Linked DNA regions of Triticum aestivum: region 2 is linked to region 1. A link is a contact called in public Hi-C data. All regions are on one chromosome and are shown on one strand. The core of a region is the stretch at or near the end of the contact, and the rest is flanking DNA. Distances in the headings are between cores, read along the strand shown.

What was found. Hi-C and Micro-C count contacts between places; a contact is called where the count stands out from the background.
Region 2: a contact with region 1 is called in a Hi-C map of leaf, with 4 times the contacts expected there. The contact joins the promoter of LOC123044338 here to the promoter of LOC123044334 in region 1. A contact is called at or near these places in 2 of 5 Hi-C or Micro-C datasets (both in leaf).

What each region holds. Positions count from the first base shown.
Region 1 is chr2B:198,163,579-198,166,719 of IWGSC CS RefSeq v2.1, forward strand. LOC123044334 (tRNA (guanosine(18)-2'-O)-methyltransferase) reads right to left here and starts at 1,711. Exons shown (of 6, transcript XM_044467040.1): 1 at 1,045-1,711; 2 at 156-294. The coding sequence starts at 1,622.
Region 2 is chr2B:198,791,949-198,795,089 of IWGSC CS RefSeq v2.1, forward strand. It overlaps LOC123044338 (eukaryotic translation initiation factor 5A-2), which reads left to right and starts at 1,571. Exons shown (of 6, transcript XM_044467062.1): 1 at 1,571-1,856; 2 at 1,961-2,122. The coding sequence starts at 1,997.

The DNA of each region.
Region 1 (3,141 bases), core at 461-2,960:
ATTTTCTTGTTTCCCTTTGCATACCAAAACACTTTGTGACAGCAAACAACAAATCACAATGCATTAACTGAGATGGAAACCGCGAAGTCTGTGTTTATAGATTTCCTAAAGTATATCCGTACTGTAAGATCAAATGAGCGAGAGCAAGAGACTACCGAATCACTTCCCAAACTAGTACATGCAATGCGATAACCACGCTTTTTCAAAGCATCAAAACATTCTGCAGGTGAGCTCCATAGCTCGATGTCGAGCCATTTCTCAGCACCCATACTCACGTGCCTGTTGTCTCTATACCTGCAATAGTCAAGAGGCATCTTCATTGACAATATACGAACTTCTATTTATTTATACTAATCAACTGACATATACCATGTTAAAGGATGTGAAACCTATGGAGTTTGATACAGATAATGAATAAATAATTTATGTGGAGTTCTTGATGCATAGCCTTGAAAAATTTATTGGAACACCAAATCAATGTAACATGCTAGAAACTAATATTAAGTGATACAAGATATTTATTCTTGAGTAGAATTCTTCACGTTCATCCGAGTTAACAGCTAAGGAGTAGAAGTACTACTCTAGTTGCCAATTGCAATTGGCAACCATAAACATGGCCGACCATTATCTTCATGTGGGATTATTTTCCAACAATTATACAGTGCGACGGAAACCATATCTTTCTAACTATTTTCGCAGAAATTTGTGTGGCTCAAGCTAATCTTCTAATGAAACAAACAAAATAAAGTGCACAATCCAAAAACTAAGTGTCGACTATTTGTCACCTCAAATAAGTACACACAAGAATACCATCTCACATGAACTACTGATTGGAGGGTAAAGGAGCAAATTAGGAGAGAACAATAAACACGAACTACACTCTGGAAAGCATTTCATGAAGATTGAGCCTAGCCCATTCGATCCCAAAACAGTGCCGAAGTTCAGATCAATTAGAGTCATCCACTCACAATATTTCGGCTGATTTGGCAACTAATTGTAAGTAAATACCGAGATAGCATTTCGGGTTCCTTTTCACCTCAGCACCTTTTGTTGTCCTCGCAGGAGATGACGTGCACGGACTGCACGCCGAGCGCGTCGGCGGAGCGGAACGCCGCGGAGACGTTACCAAAGTCGGTGAGGCCCTCCACGACCAGGCAGACGGCGTAGCTCCTGCTCTGGACGGCGCGGCGGATCCGGTCCCGCCGCGGCTCGAGGATGTACGGCTCCAGCACGTCCACCACCTCCTGGCTGGTCACCTCCACGCCCCCCGCTCCCCGGAACGCGTCCAGGTAAGGGAACCACCTGCCCCGCCCCGCCGCCGGGCCGTCGGCGTCGGCGCGGCGCTGCATCTTCATGAGGCGGCCCATGCGTCCGCCCCCAGGGGAGGTGGGCTTTGGGGCAAGGAGATGCTCCACGGTGTCGACGCCCTCGTAGGGGTCGGCGTCCGCGTCCGCATCAGGGGCGGGGGCAGCGGCGGTGGAGAGGGTGGAGGCGCGGAGGAGATGCCCGGAGCTGGGGTGGAGTCTGAGGAGGCGGAGGGGAGGGTGCCGGGGTCTGGAGCGCGCGGCGAAGGGGGCGAAGGCGGAGGCCAGCGAGGAGAAGGATAGCGTTCTAGAGGCCATTGCTGCGTGGGGTGCTCGTTTCAGGTTTTGGTTGAGGGTTCCGATTTCTGAACCGAGACGCGAACGGGAAGAAGGTCAAGCCTTTTTTTTTTGTTTGTGAGGGCTAGAAGGTCAAGCCTCCTGTGACTGTGAGGCTGAAAAGCATGAGAATCAAACCTGGCCAGATGGGCCGGCCCGAGCCGGCCTGGGCTAAACATGCCTGCACGGCACGTAAATCATACGGGCCGTGGCGTGCTGAGGAATTCACTAACGGACGCACATTGCGTCAAGATGTCGAGATCGACGGAACGATCGTAGTGTGCCGGACCATGTTGCTGTTTAGCGTGTACACATATACTGGTTTTTGAGAAGGATCAAACTCCGGTTTTTTTATGGTTTTAGGAAGCTTCTAGAAGGTGCCTGAACGATTTTGTCTCGTTTCCCTTTTTTTTTGTTTTTGTTTTTTCATTTAGCTGTTTCTTTTTCTTCTTTTATGTTTCTTTCTTCTTTTCACTTTTTTGTTTCATATTTCTTTTATTTGTTCGTTATTTCTTTTTCAAGTTGACTTTCTTTTTAGTATTTCTTTCGAAATTTTCAAATTTTGTTAAAATTTTGTTCATTAATTCAAAAAATGTTCTGTTATAGAAAATGCGCAGAAATTAAAAAAAATCATATCTTTAAACTTTGTTCACAAGTTGAAAAAATGTTCAGGAACTCCAAAATATGTTTCTTCTTTTTATTGTTCAGAAGGTGAATTCAAATTTTGGTCAAAATTAAAAAATGTTCGCATTTCAGAAAATGTTCAAGAATATCAAAAAATGTTTGCAATTTCAAATTTTTGTTTGGAATTTCATGAAATGTTCCATTTTTCGCGATTACAAATTTGGTCAGAAATTTAAAAATTGTTTGCATTTCAGAAAATGTTCAAGAAAATCATATAATGTTCACAATATCAAATTTTTGTTCGGAATTTCATGAAATGTTCCTTTTTCCATGATTACAAATTTTGGTCAGAAATTAGATACTATTCGTGTTTCCAAAAATGTTCAAGAACTTTATAAAATGTTCATGATTTCAAATTGTTCGGAATTTCATGAAATTTTGCAATTTAAAGTTTTTGTTCACAAATTAAAAATAAGTTTGGGGTTTCAAATATTTGCTCCAAATATCATGAAATGTTATAATTTTCAAATATTTGTTCAAAAATGTTCGCGGTTTCAACAGTTGTTAAGAATTTTATAATTTGTTCACAAATTCAGAAAAATGGTTTATGTTTTACAAAAAAATATATTTTCCGTTCAATTTTTCCACTTTTTCAATTTTTTGTTCACAAATTCAAAAAATGTTATTGTCTCCAGTTTTTATTCACCAGGAATTCAAGAAAATGTTGGTACTTTTTCAAAATATACATTAAGAAAAAGTTCACCCAAGTAACTAATTCAGATTCGTTACAATAGCTACTTTCGGTTCACTACAGTAGTAATTCCGGTTCACTACAATAGACCATTCCGGTTCTACATCTACTGTTAGCTCTTTAAGC
Region 2 (3,141 bases), core at 321-2,820, 630 kb after region 1:
CCTCGCGAGGCGACTCCCCGCAGAGCAGCTGGAGCAGGACCACCTGCCATGGGCCAGCCAAGGTGTCGACCTTTGGGCCAGAGGCAGACGGACAGTGGTTCCCTGGTTCCCACTGGGCCGACAGTGGTGAGTTCATTTCACACTCCACCCCAACCTATGTAGAACCCACCAGATCCATTCAGTTTGGAAGATTTAACTCTCCACCCCACCTCATTCTCCCTAGTCCATATCCATCTAGAACCCATCAGACTCCTTTGATTTGAGTTTACTCCCTACTCCACCCCAATCCCTCTTATCCATTTAGAACCCACCATGCCCCTTAGGTTTCCCCGTAAAACAGTAAATAAGGCAGTTAGGGAGCCTTGATCCTCACACATGCCTCTACACGCATAACGATAAAACAAGCAAGTTGAGTAAGGGCATCTCCAACAGTCGTAAGATAGGTGTTGGTTAATTTGCCACCTAGGACATAGTGATGATTTGGCATGTAATAAATATGGAGAGAGAGCAAAGTTGTATGTAGATTAACCAACAACCTTTGCACAAGCTCCAGGGTGAAATAGAGAGCAATCACATTAATTTTCTCACAATTTATTGGATAGCTTACATACAACCTATTGAAATAGTTGTATGATAGCTTGTTGGTTGATGACATGGACATTTTACCAATAAGACTAACATACAACCTGTTGGAGATGCCCTAAGTATTTACGCTGACATGGCATAGTGATGAGGTGGATAGGCTGCATGACGAAAGAAATATAATAGTGGGGATGAGCTATTTAGGTATTATAGATACATGTTAGTACGTAGTTCTTTTATGATGACACAACCAAACGAGGCAAGCGATCAAGTGCAAATAATTCCTGCCGTGGCTTCTCCCCAATATGCATCCACCAATCGCCACTCTTTCCGACCCCCTCCACCAGTCGCCCTTTGTCCTAATCAACACAACTATGGTTTTGCCGCTACAAATCGGTGCTCGCAAATACAGTGTTGCTTGCTTGCTTGAGTTTCTCTTTCCAGTGTTATAAGTGCATTGATTGTGATATATACTATCAAATTTAATTTAAGTAATTTTGCAATTCATAGAGCGGAAAGAATTATGGCAGTACGGTTAATTTTAGGATCTTCATAACCAGCTAACATTCTCTGAAAGGGCATGACAAACAAACGGTTTTATGACAGTTTACATAGTCGCAAGTTTTTTATCGGATTTGCCGTGCTTGTTAAAGGAAGTTGCCATCATCACGACAACGTCATAAAACATTCGTTTTGTCATGCCCTCCCAAGGGAAGCACTTAGCCAAATAATAATTCACATTTTTTAAACCATGTATGTGAATACACAATCCAACGCAACAATCATCCCAATCTGAGTAGTGCACTGTGACGTCCTCCCAAGGAATCCCTATCCTATCGGAATCAGATATTTGACTTGAGTTTTCTGATCACCGATCAGCGAAAAGAAGCCATAAAAAGGCAGAAGAAAAGCAGAGAAAAAACAGAGAGGAAGATGCTCGAGCCGCCCCATGGCGTGGTTCGAACGCGAAGATATTCCTGCCTTCCGCAGCCGTACACCTGTAGCCATCCTCCAACCAAACCGACGGCCCCGATCTCTCCCTCCACCCGTCGACAAAAGTCCTCTTCCGCCGAGACGCGGGCCCGGACCATCTCCGGCCCCACCGTCATCCTCAGCAAGCAGGGAGGGTAGGCAGGTAGGTGTGGCCGGAGCACGCGCTGTCAGCGCTATAAATGCGCTCGAACCCTAGTATTCGGCGCGAGCTTATCACTTATCATCATCAGCGCCCCTCCGTCCCTCCCTCCTCCTGGCGCGTCGTGATCCATCCAGCCCAGGTGAATTCGGGGGATCGATTCAGTTCCGAATTTGGCCGAGGTTTCTTGATTTGGGAGCTTCGAAGCTTAATCTCGTTGCTTGGATTTGGTTTGCTGTTGTTCAGGGGCGAGAAGCTAGTTAGCGGGTGATTAAGGTCGCCATGTCGGACTCCGAGGACCACCACTTCGAGTCCAAGGCCGATGCGGGGGCGTCCAAGACCTTCCCTATGCAGGCCGGCGCCATCCGGAAGGGCGGCTACCTCGTCATCAAGAACCGCCCCTGCAAGGTATGGATTTTCCTCGATCCCGGCTGGATGGTTGTGTGTGTGTGATCGCAATTCCGATGCTGCTCTTCATGGCCGCCGTACTATGAAGGAATACTGATTTTGTTATCTCCGCACGCTGCTATTTCTGTTTGAGAATGCTTGCGAGCTGTCGTCGGATGGTTCCGTTTCGTATCAGTGTGGATTGACTTGTTGACATATCGGTGGTGACCCCAAGGAGAAGGGTGGAGTTGTTATTTATAGGGGAGGGGAGCTATTTTGACCATGTTCGCCACTATCTGCCACGTACTGTACACGATTAATTAGGAGGGTCTTGAAACAGGGGAAGCTTTAGCTACATGATATACTATCCCCTTTCCTGTGATCCAAAAAAACAAAAATCATGTGATGGGATAACTTGTAAAATACATGTTTTATTGTACAACTAAACTTGCTAACGTCCATTATTCCTGTAATTTTAATAATATTTTCCTAGTATTTTGCGGGGTACGAGAAGTAGTTTGATAACCAAAACGGGATTCCCACTCGGGCACTTTAAACTCTATATATCTGTACAGTGGGTGATTTGGCTATTCCGTGTCGGAACTTTAAGATTGTAATCGAAGTGTAAGGGGCACTGTCGACATGTTTGGATGGAATATGATGGAGATTTTAAGCTTCCTGCATGTACATAGACCTAACTTCCGAAGGAAACAATACCTTTCTTTCTCAATCTATCTATTGCCTTGACTTATCCAAACAAATCATCGATCATAAATTTGTTCTGTTGTAATTTGGAAGGGACAAACAGTTAATTGACTCAAAAGCTAAAACTAATTTATCCATGTTTATCTAGCTTGTTGTGCCAATGCGATTGCTGTCCTTACCTTTTTAGTACATATTTCTTCACCTACTCCTGTGTGTATGTTTCCTGTAAGTTCTGACGTCTGTCATTGTGATCAGAATACACTTCAAGGCTTAAGCCTGAAAATATGTGGTGCTTCTTTGACATTAATTTTCAAGTCTTTTATCTTATCTCGTTG